Linked DNA regions of Mus musculus: region 2 is linked to region 1. A link is a contact called in public HiChIP or PLAC-seq data. All regions are on one chromosome and are shown on one strand. The core of a region is the stretch at or near the end of the contact, and the rest is flanking DNA. Distances in the headings are between cores, read along the strand shown. Region 1 holds the start of 4921507G05Rik (RIKEN cDNA 4921507G05 gene). Region 2 holds the start of 2810029C07Rik (RIKEN cDNA 2810029C07 gene).

What was found. HiChIP or PLAC-seq counts read pairs in DNA pulled down with a chosen protein or histone mark.
Region 2: a FOXA1 HiChIP or PLAC-seq map of pancreatic cancer cells shows a contact between it and region 1. The contact joins the promoter of 2810029C07Rik here to the promoter of 4921507G05Rik in region 1. A contact is called at or near these places in 2 of 39 promoter capture datasets (both in liver), 2 of 115 datasets of contacts at active chromatin or transcription factors (bone marrow-derived macrophages and pancreatic cancer cells) and 1 of 9 other capture datasets (adipose tissue).

What each region holds. Positions count from the first base shown.
Region 1 is chr12:110,839,669-110,847,098 of GRCm38.p6, forward strand. 4921507G05Rik (RIKEN cDNA 4921507G05 gene) reads left to right here and starts at 1,361. Exons shown (of 2, transcript NR_152102.1): 1 at 1,361-1,617; 2 at 2,741-4,136. Mok (MOK protein kinase) reads right to left here and starts at 1,271. Exons shown (of 12, transcript NM_011973.2): 1 at 1,078-1,271. The coding sequence starts at 1,084. n-TIaat6 (a tRNA gene) reads left to right here and starts at 5,670; the gene lies at 5,670-5,743.
Region 2 is chr12:111,570,396-111,577,046 of GRCm38.p6, forward strand. It overlaps 2810029C07Rik (RIKEN cDNA 2810029C07 gene), which reads right to left and starts at 4,007. Exons shown (of 2, transcript NR_045295.1): 1 at 3,478-4,007; 2 at 1,922-3,345. It overlaps Mark3 (MAP/microtubule affinity regulating kinase 3), which reads left to right and starts at 4,126. Exons shown (of 18, transcript NM_001370744.1): 1 at 4,126-4,706. The coding sequence starts at 4,656.

The sequences.
Region 1 (7,430 bases), core at 111-2,610:
GTGGTGAGAGAGAGAATACTAGAGAGAAGGGTGTGGAGGGAGAGAGAAGATACCATAGCTGGGGTGAGAGGAACACCTGTAGTAGTGTCTGTGGTGTTTAGCACTGCATATGCCTGAACTTCGAGCTCTTTGGGAATCTCTTATCTCTGCTCCCATCTCACCATAGGCATGCTGGGATTGCAGGTGCATGCTACTGCATCAGATTTTGTTTTTGTTTTTTTTTGTTTTTTTTTTGAGACAGTTTCTGTCTAGTAGGCTTGGCTATCCTGAAATTTGTTATACTGATCAGGCTGGCCTCAAACTCATGGAAATTCAACTGCCTCTGCCTCTAAGTGAGGGGAATGAATGCGCCCGTCACTCCCCTCAAGACCACATTAATCTTCCTTAAAGGGAGTGACACAGTGACACAAGACTGAAGGGTGAATGAGATGACTTATTTTTTAAATGTTATGTCATTTATGGTACATAGAAATTACTGCACTGCAATTAAAATGTAGTGTCAATTTGATATTGTAACTACAGAGAACACAATCTAATCACGGTAAGAGACTACACTTCTGGCTACACTATCACAGGCAATCATAACCGTATATCTATGAAAATCAAACAGCGGTCCCAACAAAACCGACTTGTCTAGTCGCATTTGGACTCCAGGTTACCCACAAACCCGGCACTAAGTCCAGTTTTCCAGTCCTTCTATTTTCTAGAAAGACTGCCTCATCTCCCAACTTCTAAGCAACCGTTTTACATTCCGCTAAAAGGATGCTTTCAGAACCACAACTGTTTAACTCAGAAAGTAAGATAGGCGGCCCAGCGTCCCTCTCGAACGCGGTTTAAGCCGCCGTCCCGCAGGGGCGGGGAGCCACCGTGTGAGCGCTCAGAGCCGACGGCCAATGTCTTGAGATTTCAGATGCGATCCGACAAACGAACGAACGAACGAACGAACGAATGAGCGAGTGAATGAACGAAATGACACAACTCCTCAAACTCCAGCAGAACCCGCTGCCTAGCCCCGGGTACCTGCGGCGCCGCCCCGCAGGCCCCGGGGACCCTCAGCCCTTCTCCGGCCCCACTCACTCTTCATCCTGAACGCGGATGACGCCGTCAGCCCCTGGACGGCCCCGGACCGAAAAGAAAAGAGGAGACTGTGGTACCGGCCTTCTCCCTTCCAGAGGTGGCTTCCGGCTCGAGGACCTTCGCGGTGGTCCCTGGCTGGGGAGCGTTAGGATCCGGCCGCCATATTGTATTCCTGTCGCCTTAGCAACCGCCAGACCCTTAGGAGGGAGGGGCGTTCCGGAGACATGCGTATACGCATGCGCAAAGGAGAGGGTTTAAAAACCGCTGGCCCGTTCACGCATGCGCGGTGCAGCCTGCCGCCTCGGTTCGGTCGCTACGCAACCTCTCGCCGCTTTAAATTTAAGTATAATTTCTTACCTAGTGAGTAGGCGACCTTGGTGGGACTGACTCTTCCCAGCTCTCCCGAGAATGTAACGATGTTGAACCAGACGAGAACAATTTCCTTGAGCTTTAACTGCCTGTAACACTAGTTGGAGCCTGTTCTTGACAACACCTACAGTTGAGCATCAAAGCAGCCTGATAGCTACTGCTGTGTAATTTGTAAGTTTTACTGCTTAATTCAACAAACATTTACTTTGCTAAAAGTAGTGTTGCACGCATTGGAGATATAATGAAAAGCGACCTAGACGAGATCCCTAAATTCTTGTTACTGTAAAGTGAGGTTGAAAAATTCTCACCCCATGCATTTAAATTCAAAAAGAAAAAAAGGGGAAAAAAAAGTCATGTGGGTTGTCTAAAAATAAACTGCATTTAAATTCAATAAAGAAAGAAAGAAAAAGAAAAATCCTTACCCAAGTGGTCGCAGTGAAGACTAAATGAGATGTCCCTGGTGCCCCACCCAATTCCTAGGGGCTTTTGCCTAAGGCTTGACAGGGTCTGTCACACTGCAAGTGCTTAATAAATGTTTGTCCAAAAGCCAGGGGAATCAGCACCTGTCACCTCTGTATCATTCTTATCTGTCTAGGGGCAAGCCTGATTTTAAGCATTGAGGATTCAGGACAAACTTTACCCTTTGACCCAGTTAAACAGGCAGATGGGAGAAGTGTTTTTGCTGACTTGGGCAATAGAAACCATATATCCTGTTGTTGGAGTCCCAAGATGATAAAGAGCTTTGTCAGGGGCACCTCCTGGTGGATCACTGAACCCAGACACCAGCCCATGGCTTCTGACTCCCTGTGTTTCTGTGCCCAGAAGAAGTTGGGCGCAAAGGGTTTCAACGTGTACATATTTTATGGAGGGTGTGTTTCAAACTGGCCCCTGGAACAACTGATGTGTTTTAGCAAATTAGAAGTAACATCTGGGGCTGGCGAGATGACTCAGTGGTTAAGAGCACCAACTGATCTTCCAAAGGTCCTGAGTTCAAACCCCAGCAACCACATGGTGGCTCACAACCATCCATAACGAAATCTGATGCCCTCTTCTGGAGTATCTGAGGACAGCTACAGTGTACTTACTGTAATATAATAAGTAAATAAATACATAATAAATAAACAAATAAATAAATAGAAAAATAGAAGTAACATCTGAAAAGCCCTTCTGTTTGTCTATTTTTCTTTCTTTTTTTTTTTTTGTCTAACAGTTTTCATATGCACACATTGGGAGTGAAACATTTAAATTATTTTCATTTCCCTATTTGTTTTCTGTTTCTCCATCTCACCCCAAGCCCAGAATTCACAAGCAGGACTTCGGTTTCTCTATGGAAAATGTTCTGCCTTCCTGTGACTGTGTGTTCCAGAGCTCTATGTCAAAATTTAAAAATGTGAAGAGGAAGATAAAAGCTAGAACTCAGTGACTGAGCTCGATCACCAGCCGCTGCAGAGGGGAGAGGAAGGACAAGCTTAGAGTCATGGAGCCTTAGTGAAGAAGGCCAGGAGAATCAACTCAGGCGTCTGGAAAAAGCAAGAGACACAGAGAAAAGGGGGTTGTCACACATTCCTGCTATTAGTCCCAGCACTGTGGCTTGGGGCTATGGGTGGAGGCAGGCCGATCTCTGCGAGTTCAAGGCCAGCCTGGGTTACATAGTTCCAGCTACATAGACTTTGGAAAATGCTTTTATCCTTTGCCACTCCAGCTTTCCTGTCAGGTGACTCTTTCCACCAGATCTTTTGATACAGAAGCAGGGGGACACCACCACTGCCCCTGCTGCAAACTGTCTTTCTTAAATCGTAGGCTATGTGATAACTTTGGGATAGACTCACATTCTGTGAGTCTATCCCAAATGTGATATCTTTGGGATATGTGAGTCTATCCCAATGTGATAACTTTGGGATAGACTCACAGAAGCACAGGGGGCATGACATTGAATATTTCACTGGCCATAAAAGAGGAGTGTGGCCTTCCAATTGCTTCTAATTCTCTTCTAGAATTCCCCAGTTATTGGTGTGGTGGGGGCAGAGGCAAAAATGGGGTCACACACGAAAGGAGATCTCATCACTTCCCAGGAGTCACCATGGATGATGGACGTCCAAAGTGAGGGAGACAAACCCCTGGGGCTGCCGGGAGAGGGATCCAGCACAGGATGGGGAAGGCTGGGAAGATGAGCTGGGCAGCAGGCATAGAGAACAGCCAACCCAGACTGTAGCAAGAAGCCCTTGAAGGCATCTCCGGCTAAGAGCCAACAAACAGACAAAAACAGCACAGCTGCTCTCTGGTCTCGTGCATTTGACCGTCCAAAAAAAGGAACTCAACGAAATCCACTCAGGCCAACGACTCTCATGTAGAAAGCTAAACAACAGAACACAGGGCAACACAAAAAGTTCTACTAGAAGGAAACATACGGCTGGGGGTGCGCTGATTTGGTAGTTTAGCTTGTATGAAGCCCAGGGTTCGATTCCCCAGCACGGCATAAAATTCAGCCTTGCCAGTGAATGCCTATACTCCTAACCTCAGGGAGATGGAAACAAGAGGAGCGGTTCATTGCCATGCTCAGCTATGAGGATAGCCTGGACTAAATGATACTATAGCTCAAAAACGCGAACAAATGAAAAATCAGAAAGTGGGCTATTTAAAATGCTGTGTATAAAGACACATCCACTCCCTTAAGAAAACTTAATTTTCTGTACTCTTAGCCGCCTGGTTTCTGAGTTCCGTGGGTCTCGGGTGCCCCCTAGCGTTCCCTCTTAGTCATTGTGCCTGGCCGCGTCCTGGCGTCGGGTAGCCGGGTGAGCCTGGGCACTAAGCGGGTTCTGACCCATCCCTTGGGAAAGTGGGCTCGAACTCGCAGCGTTTGCTGAGGTCGGCTTGGCTGCGGCCCTTTGGAGTGCACGACGTGGTGGTGGGAGAGGATTCACCGCATAAATACCCGGGGTGTTTAAACAGATTGCACGCAGGGACGTAGGGAAACCTGCCTTCCGTGACAGTAGGAGTCTTGCTGAAAGGGAGGGTAAAAACCAGGTGACCTCGAACTCGACTGCTCCACCTTGAACTCTTGATCCCCCTGTCTCCACTTCCCAAATGCTGGGGTTACAGGTGGGCAAGCGCCACTTCACCCAGCTATTTACTGGCTTGAAGAGTCCGGGTCTCTCTGGAAATGCTTCCAGCCTCCTGCCTCTGCTCCACACCTTTTTGAGTGAGGTTTTAGGGGAATCTGCAAAGCGGTGTTACTCTGGCCACCAGGTTGCCAGATACAAAGTAGTATTTTCATGTAAGTCCGTGATATTGTCCGAACTTAAACCAAGATGCAGAGGTGGTGGCTCTTTTGTTTGTTTTGTTTTTGAGAAAAACTTCAGTCTTGTTCACTCCATGCGTTACTGTACTTAGCAACGATTTATAAAGACATTTTTGAGCCTGGCGTGGTGGCGCGTGCCTGTAATCTTAGTATTCGGAAGGCCGAGGCGGGAGAGCTGCCTCGATTTGAAAGAAAGCTAGAAGTGAATTCCAGGCCGTGTCAGGAGGAAGCTGAAAAATCCAGAACAGGGAAATCGCGGCCATCGGCTGTCCGAAACTCCCCGAGGTGCTTCGTACGCACGGGCACTGGGGAAACGAGGAGGAGGCTGTAGAACATGCTAAACTTTTGGCCAAGAAAATGAAGGAAGCCAAAGAAAAACTCCAGGAACAGACCGCCAAGTGGCGTGCGCTGTTCTCGCTGAGAGTTTCTACTTCTGAGTCCAGTCAAAAATAGTCTTTAAGAATGACAAATAAATAATCAGACCTTGCGGGGGCGGACTAGCACGGGGTTCAGGTCCGCAGGAAGGCAGCTAAGGTCCTAGCAGCTGCTGGTGACTCGATGCTGTTAAGTTCGCGGTCGTTCTTCGCTTTCTGTCTGGATTTCCGTATTCTAAGTTTGATTCAGCTATGACAACAGCGTTAGTTCCCTAGTTTTCTCGCTGCAAATATTCTCGGAGCTCTGACCGGCAACGGATATGTTTCCCCTATGGGGTCTGGGTTCTTTGTAGGACCCCACCCCCGCGTCAGTTTCTTCATCTGCTCAAGGAGTAGCACACTGAGCAAGGGCTCGGGTGGGGCGGAGAGCGCTTGGGAGAGAGGCGGGTGCTTGGAACCCTGGGGAGAAGGGGAGGAGCCAGACAGCCTGGAGCACAGGCTCCTACAAGGACAGACCTTGTAGACTGTCTGAGAGCAGACCTTAGCCGTCTGGCCGGTTAGCTCAGTTGGTTAGAGCGTGGTGCTAATAACGCCAAGGTCGCGGGTTCGATCCCCGTACGGGCCAGGGGAGTTTGTTTTTAGAAGAAGTTTTGCAATTTGTAAGCACTACCATTCTAAATTCTAGAAAGTTGACTTCAGCCTCTTCCTAGCCTAACCCTCCAGCCAGTACAGAGCCGAAGTTCCTGCTGTCCCTTGTCGCCGACCCCACCAGCCACTTGAATAGGACATCTTAGATTACTCTTTTAAATCCTGCTCTGGTCATCCGGGACATTTTCCGAGACTGTAAATGGCCTCGGGTGGTCCTCAGAGTTCACTACAGTTCTTAATGCTGAAAATGCAGGTCGGGACAAAGCGTTCCGCAGATATTTACGGCGGGCAGACTGCACGCGCTGGGCGGCCCCCGCACCACTGACCGCCGGTCTAGAAGACTTCGCTTGTTTCTGCCTGCTTCCTGTCAAAGATTTTCGACTCCACACTTCATCCTCTTAGTTCTGCGTTTGGAGGCAGAGGGCAGTGAACACACTTTCTCACGGAATTTCCTAGTCTCTGGCTGATCATGGGTGTTTACAAAAACAAACAAACAAACAAACAAACAAACCAAAACCCCAACTTTCTAGGCTCCTCGCCTTTTTAGCTCCTTTGTGGGCGCAGGGTGCTGCGTTTTGGTTTTCGTAGCCCAGACTCCGGATTATTTTTCTGCCTCCACCGCTGACAGCTGAGATTACAGAATGGGCCACCGCACCTGCCGGCTCTATCCTTTTCTCCACTGTGGTTGGACTCTGGATTAGGGAACTGCAGCTCAAGTGCGCAGAGCTTAAGGTCTTGATAAGTGCTTGCGTTGTAGTGAGACCTATGGATTTCATGCTAGTGGGTGGGACTGTTGCTATTACATACAAAATTAAAATAAAATAAGTGGACAGCCGGCCCCCAGAATAGGGGCCTGCAGGTGTCATGTCTTGGATGCGAGTTCCTGGTACTTGGTTAGCCAGGGACACAGTAGGGCATGGAGCTGGGCACTGAGACTAGATCTCAAGCTGGCTTTCCTTTTTCTCCCTGCTGTAACTGTGGCTTTCCACCATGAGGTGGGCTGGTTTACCTCAGCTGTTGTGAACTTAGCCATCTGCACAGGGCCTTGGGTTGGGCTCCTCCAGGTCGTACAACTAAGCATCGACTCCATCAGTGCAAGGAGATGGTCATCTGTTTCTGTTTGTTTTTCATTTTCAGAGCTAGCCCGGTAGTGATGGGTGAGCCCCCTACCTCTAAGCTGGGCCCTGGCCCTTTGGACTGTGGTTTTTGGCATGACTTTTCTGTATCAGTGAACATGGAAAAGGACTGGCAGATGGTGACAGGACTGGCTCTTTTGATGGCAGAGCAAAGAAAGCAGCTGTCTCTCTGGTGTAGCCTTGACGGTCCAGTGCTGTGGATTGTCCTGGCGCTAATTATATTTGATGTTAATTCTGTTCTCCAGTGAGGGGTTGTGAACAAGGAATGAGTCAGCACTCCAGTGATTTCCTGTAAACCTGCTTCCCACCTTAATTTCTAAAGTAAAGGAGAGCTGATGATTGGGCAGATAAAAGGGACAGTGGAGTGGAAGGTTGGGAGAGAGAAGAAGAAAAGCGGAGCAGAAGCAGCTGGCCTGGAGAAACCGCAAGTTCTAAGGGGTCTCTTATATGGGGAAGATGGTTGTAGTGGTAGATCTGCCCAATCTAGGCACTCAGCATGCGTTCATATTAATTCAGTTGTGTTTTCAT
Region 2 (6,651 bases), core at 2,757-5,256, 730 kb after region 1:
ATTAAAGCAAAAAACATTCACATATCATAACTGTTTTTTTTTTTTTTTGGTTTTTCGAGACAGGGTTTCTCTGTATAGCCCTGGCTGTCCTGGAACTCACTTTGTAGACCAGGCTGGCCTCGAACTCAGAAATCCGCCTGCCTCTGCCTCCCAAGTGCTGTGATTAAAGGCGTGCGCCACCACACCCGGCCATAACTGGGTTTTTAAAGAAACCAAAATTCTCACTACTGGCAGAGGCAGGCTGATCTCTGAATATGAGGCCATCTGGTCTGGTCTACATAGCAAGTTCCAGGCCAGCTAGGGCAATATAGTTAAGACACTATCTCAAAACAATAACTAAGGCCAGGGTGTGGTGGCACATGACTTTAATCCCAGCACTTGGGAGGCAGAGGCAGGTGGATTTCTGAGTTCGAGGCCAGCCTAGTCTACAAAGTGAGTTCCAGGACAGCCAGGACAAAGAAACCCTGTCTCGAAAGACAAAAAACAAAAACAAAAACAAAAACAAAAAAACCCCAATAACTAAGAATTTTAAATTTATTCATTTGTGTGTGTATGGTCACACACACGTACCAAGGCAGGTGTAGAAATCAGAGGGAAACCTGCAGGACTCACTGCTATTCTCCATTGGGTCCTAGGGATTGGACTCAGGTCAACGGGCTTGGTGGCAAGCACCCGCATCAGATGAGCCACTTTGCCAGCCTATCTTCAGGTAAATATTTTGCATAGAATTGTAGTATTGTGGAGCATGCATAACTTGGCGATTGTTGCTAATGCTACCAGCTGTAGTTAAATTCTTCCAACATGTCATTTTAAAAAATTGTTTTGCCCAGGCAGTGGTGGTGCACGCCTTCAGTCCTAACCCTCTGGAGACAGAGGCAGGTGAATCTCTGAGTTTAAGGCTATCCTGGTCTACAGAGTGAGTTCCAGGGCAGCCACTGATACACAGAGTAACCCTGTTTTGAAAACAAAACAAAACAAGCAAACAAATAAATAAAACCTAATTAAAATGTAAATACTATTCAAGTGTGTTTTGACTATGTGTGTATATGGGAGCATGCCTTGTACCTAAGGGCCAGAAGAGGTCGCTGGATCCCCTGGAACTGGAGTTTCAGAAAGTTGTGAGCTGTCGTAAGGGTGCAGGGAACTGGACAAAGGTCCTCTACAAGAGCAGCAAGTACTTGTTACTGCTGAGCCATCTCTCCTGCACCCTGTCTTTTTTTCTATGTCATCTTGGCAGGACTGGAACTCTCTACACTAGATTGGCCTCGAACTCATGGATCTTCCTGCCTCTGCCTTTCATGTGCTAGAGGGAGATTCAGAATGTGAAGTGCTCGCCATGCAACTACAGGGACCTGAGCCTTATGCTCGGAGCCCAGATAAAGAAGACAGGTGTGGTGGTACATGCTTGTAACCCTAGGGCTGAAGAAGCAGAGAGCGCAAGATCTCTGGGGCCGGCTGCACAGCCAGCCAATCTGTGGGGAGCTCCAGAGCAAGGAGAGACCCTGTCTTTCAACCGCTGGGACACAAGCGAGCTGCTGTGCCCACCTGGAGTTTACGTGGATTTGGGAGATCCAATCTTTTGCTTGAGCACCGAGACCTTTAACCGCTGAGCCATCTCCCCAGCCCTGGGTGCATTTCTGACTTGCAGTGGGTTTGTTGTTACGATGCTCAAGGTAGGAACTGCTTCAGTAGGAGGACAGGAAACAGACTGGGCATGCGGGGTGTACACTTGCACTTTCGGCCTCAGGAAGGCTGAGGCAGGGTAGGAACTGAAGGCCAGCCTGAGCTGCGCAGCAAGACTGTCTAAAAATAAATAATAAAGGGCCGGTGGGGGAGAGAATTGGCTTGAGCCTGAGCTACGCTGCAAGACTGTCTAAAAAAATAATAATAAGGGGGCGGGAAATCAAGCCAGAAACAAGAATTATGAAAAGAATAGTTTAAAGTTTAATTGCTCCATTCCTCTGGACACAACCTCGTCCTTCTCCAGCCCATGCCCTCCTGGTCCCCCTCTCCCTTTTCATGGGCCACAGATATGCTTGCTGCTTCCAGCTCTTTACGGTGAGTCTACATCTCGTCAGCTTCAATTCCAAACTTTATGAAAACTAGGAGGTAGCTTGAGGTGAAGTGCTGTCATCTTTACCCCTAACCTCTGGCATTCATTGACTCAGAGTTTAATGTGTCGCTTGAGTGAGGAAGTCCCCCTGGGGGAAGCCTCGTGACCAGTTACTTCTCTGGCCCGTGTGGGTGCTCTGAAGTGTCCACAGACCTCTGTAAAGCTCCTGCCGGAGAGAGGCTGACAACCTTCTGGGAAGTTTCCCCAATTCTTCAGGAGCCAGTGCTGAAGCACCAGAATTCCTCAGGGTGGAGGGGAGAACTTGTTTCGGGCCATGTCTAACTCTCCCTGGCTCCTGCCTCTCACATGCTCCTGTTGAATTTCCTTGGATTCACCCTGTTGTTTCTCACCTCCGTGCTTTTCTGTATTAGGCTAAACTGGGTGTCTGACAGGCCCTAGGCATCACTCTGTCTCTTCAGCTATCATTCCATCTTCAGAGTAAGTATGCCTTCTGTAAGTCTCCCCTTAGACCCACGAGTGGGATAGGATGCCCTCGGTTGGTCTCTTAGCTGTGGAGCACGTGTCCACTCATCACAACCTACATTTCAGTTGAACTGTGTGGAGCAAACATTTGATTCAGAGGCTTTCCTCTGCAGTCCTCTGCTTAACCAAAAAGGGAGAAAGAGAATAACATTTAATAACCCATCTGGTGCCCCGAGCACACCCCTAAGAGGGTGAGATAGGAGCTCTGAGTGCGTCTTGGCCCCGGCTTGTTTTGTCTTGGGACCCTCTGGCCTCTCTGGATGTGATGCTGGTGTTTGAAGATCTGTTGTTTCACAAAGCAGGATACACCAGGATATCGGGGTGTTGGGGGGGCAGAACCAAAGCAAGCAAACAAAACATAAGAAGGAAAGAAAGCAAAGTTTAGTCACTCACAAGTTTAGCCATTTCTAAAGCTGTAGGAATGGGGTTCAGATCCTTCTATAACCAACACCACCGATGGCCTGGGTAAAGTAACCAACTTACCCAGACTTTAGGTCACGTGCTGTGCCTGAGCATCTTATGCGGCTACACTGAGGCTTAATGAATAACCGGCACAAGGTGGACTATTAGTAACAGTTTGTCTTACCCCGGCTCACATAGCCCTCCCTCCTCTACCAATGGATTCTCTCCTTAGAAGACATAAAGAGGTGACACGCTGAGCAGGCCTTCTAGAAGAGGCAGCATATTCAGAGTTCCACCTGCAGGTCACTCCCTGGTCCAAGCCTGTAGCAATATCGCTCTTCAGAAGACTGAAGTAAGAGAGGGAGAGGCGAGAGAGGAGGAAGGAGAAAGGGACAGAGGGGAAAAGTGAGGGATAGAGGGAGTGAGAGAACGAAAGGGAGAGGAAGAGACAGAGAAATATTGATTATATAAGCCCCTACCGGCATTTAGGATCTGATCCTGGGGGCGTCTACGTGATCTCATCGAGTCCCTCTTCCCAGCTTTTTGTGCTACCTTGTTATTTTATACTTCACTCTTTCATCCGAATGGGTATTCAATTGAGCCGGCTCCGATAACCAGTGGCTCCTTAGTCAGAGGCAAAAAAGTTCTTTGGCTGGATGCTAGATGCCTCGGTTACGAAGCAGGAGCCTGGCTCCTTCCTCTTCAGCTAGACCAGTGACTGCTGCTTCGCTGCTGGAGCTCCATCCTTTGCAGCGTGGCCGCGGGAAAGAAAAGTCAATTTTTGCAAACAGTAGGCTCTTCATGTGTAGTATAATCCAGACAGCCTAGATCTGTACTCTGCAAATGCCAGCCCAGCAGTCGGGCACAGGATGCCCTCTAGGGAAGTGGTCCGGAGGGGTCAGGGATGCCCAGGCAATCTGGACCATTGGAACTCTCCGCCCGCTAGAGAGGAGACCAAGCAAGACCTTTCCGACGGCACCACCCCCTCAGACCCAACAGGACGAGTCGCCCCTAGCAACAGCAGCCGGCAGCTAGCTCCGACCGCGCTGATTGGCGGAACTCCAGGCGGCCGTAGCGTCACTTCCGGCAGCCGGAGGCAGCGGAGGAAGCCGAGGCGCGGCCATCTTGAGTCTGTAAGGCTCCTGAGGTGCCGGGAGCGGCGGTGGCAGCCGGCAGGGCGAGGCCGGGCGGAAAGCGAGCCGGAGAAGGGAAAGCAGCCGGGCGTGGGCGCCTCCTCCGCGGCTCCCTCCATGGTCGGCGCCTGCAGGCCGCGGCGGCCTGTCTTGCGCTCCATCTCCGCTCCATCCTCCTGCGCTGCTGCCTCTTCAGGGGCTGCCGGCCGCGCCGTGTCGAGCCCCCGGGGCTGAGCTCCGCGGCGCTGCGGCTGCGAGCGGCGAGGAGGCGCGGGGCCCGCGAGGCCCGTGAGGTGCCCTGAGGCTTGCGGCGGCGGCCAGCCGGCCCGCTTCCAGTGCGGCCGCCGGCGCTGGGGGAGAATGAGCCCCGGGGCCCGCGGGCGCACGGCCCGGGCCAGGCCGGAGATCTAGACTCCGGCCAGGGAGGGCAGGGCCCGGAGGCTCGCGGCCGCTGCTCGCCGGCCGCCCAAAGCTGGGCGGTTTTGTTTTCGCCTTGGCGTTGTGCGGAATCAAAGCGCAATAAGATGTCCACTAGGACCCCTTTGCCAACGGTGAATGAACGAGACACTGAAAACGTGAGTGGACTGCGCTGCAGGGTGGCAGACCCTCAGGGTGGTAGCAGGGGGATCCAGCCCAGATGCTCCAGGCAGGGGTCAAGGCGCAGCCCTGTCCTGCGGCGCGCGTGCGGCCTGCGCGCTGTCCTTACGGTCGGCTGAGCATTACCCGTCCGTGCGCTGCTGCGGCCAGTGCGCGGTTGAACACAACTCTCCTCTTAACGTCGGGCAGGGTCTGAGCCTGCCAGTCAGACCTAGGTGCAGATTAATAGGATCCAATCGGGTCGAGCGGAGCGCCCTTTAAAAGGGGACTAAGTTTAATGACAACTGCCAAAACTAAGTGCCCCGTGGAGAGATCCTTGTGGGCCCCCGTAGTTCCCGCACTCACAAGAGTAGTTCTCTGCTCCAGAGCCGCTGCCTTTATCAAGGAGTAGCTTCCCGTCCTTGGCAAAGCTAAATCTGTTCGGAAGCAGCGGGCTGAGTGTTTTGAGAAGCAGATGTGAAGCTCTGCTCTGTTCTGCTGCCCGGCCGAGGGACACCCACTGGGTTGCCTTTTCCTTCCGCTGCAAAAGGTTGGCTTGGAGTAGCTCTCAGGCCCGGTCCAGTGTGCACACCCAGCAAATCTATGTAAAAGGATTTTGTTGGAAAGGACCTGCAGAACCAAACCAAACCACAGCCTGGAGCAGCATTGCTAGGGAGTGACAAACGTGTAGTAGAAGTTCTACTGAAGAAATGTTTGACCTGCCCAAGTGTTTTTTGAACTCTTCTTCCGCATCGGATTCCAAAGTGTTCCAGCCTAGCTTTGTCCTCTGTAAAGCATTTAGTAAATAACTTGTAAAGAAACTTCACTGGCCTTTCATTATGCGGAGCTATGAGGTAACTGCTGGCAAGAAAATGCAGTCTCTTTGGAAAAGCTTTCATGCTTCGGGTGTTTTCATGCTTTGAAAACCATCCTTAGACATGGTGACCTAGTGGTATCAAATGCCTTCATTTTAATCTTCAAAATGACACTTGTGCTTGATAGCTATTAGGTAATTTAATCTATTTGGTCTAAGTCATCTCTGTGGTGTGTTACTATACAGTTGTATATGTTCTTCCCCCTGAGATAGATAGAAGATTTCCTAACTGGGAGAGCTTAGACTAGACCTTTTCCCTCCTCTTCCTTCCTCACCCTTCTCCCCTTCTTTCTCTTTTTTTTCTCTTCCTCACTTCTTTGTTCCACAGTTCTTGCTGTGTTGCTTGGGCTGTCTAAGGGAGCCTCTGCCTCAGTTTCCCCACAGCAGAGGATACAGACACATCCACCTGAGACCTTTCCTCTTTATGTTCTTTTGAAGAAACTTATCTTTGACCTGATTGATCATCATATTCTTTGGCTACCCTAAAAAATGAAGCAAGTAAATCAGTTGATTGGCTTTGATCATTGAAATCAAAACTTTAGGTAGAACTAGAACTTATGCTTTCTAAATTGAAGAAACAGGTTTATGATAATGAAAGACACCATTTTAGTCTTCTTTAAATTTCTATACTATCATCTGTCTGTCTATCTAATCTGCCATGTCTGTCTGTCTGTCTGTCTGTCTATCTATCTATCTATCTATCTATCTATCTATCTATCTATCTATCTATCTATCTAATCTGCCATGTCACTGTGTAGCTCTGGCTATCCTGGAATTCTCTATGTAGACTAGTGACCTGCCTGCCTCTGCCTCTGAAGTGCTGGGGTTTAAAGGCATGCTCCACCCTGCCTGGCTTTAACAGTATATTTCATGGGGGTGGGAGGACTCAAGGAGAAGTAGTCTATTTTTAGTCTGGAATGCATGGTTTTAGGTAGTTATTTGTGATTATTTTAGACTGAAGTGGCTCATTCTTCCCATGTTCTTTGTCAATTTGTTAAGTTGTTTTGTGATTTTGTATGTGGTAGAATTGCTACCTTTGTTTTTAAAAACAACCTAAGGGCTAGAAATGT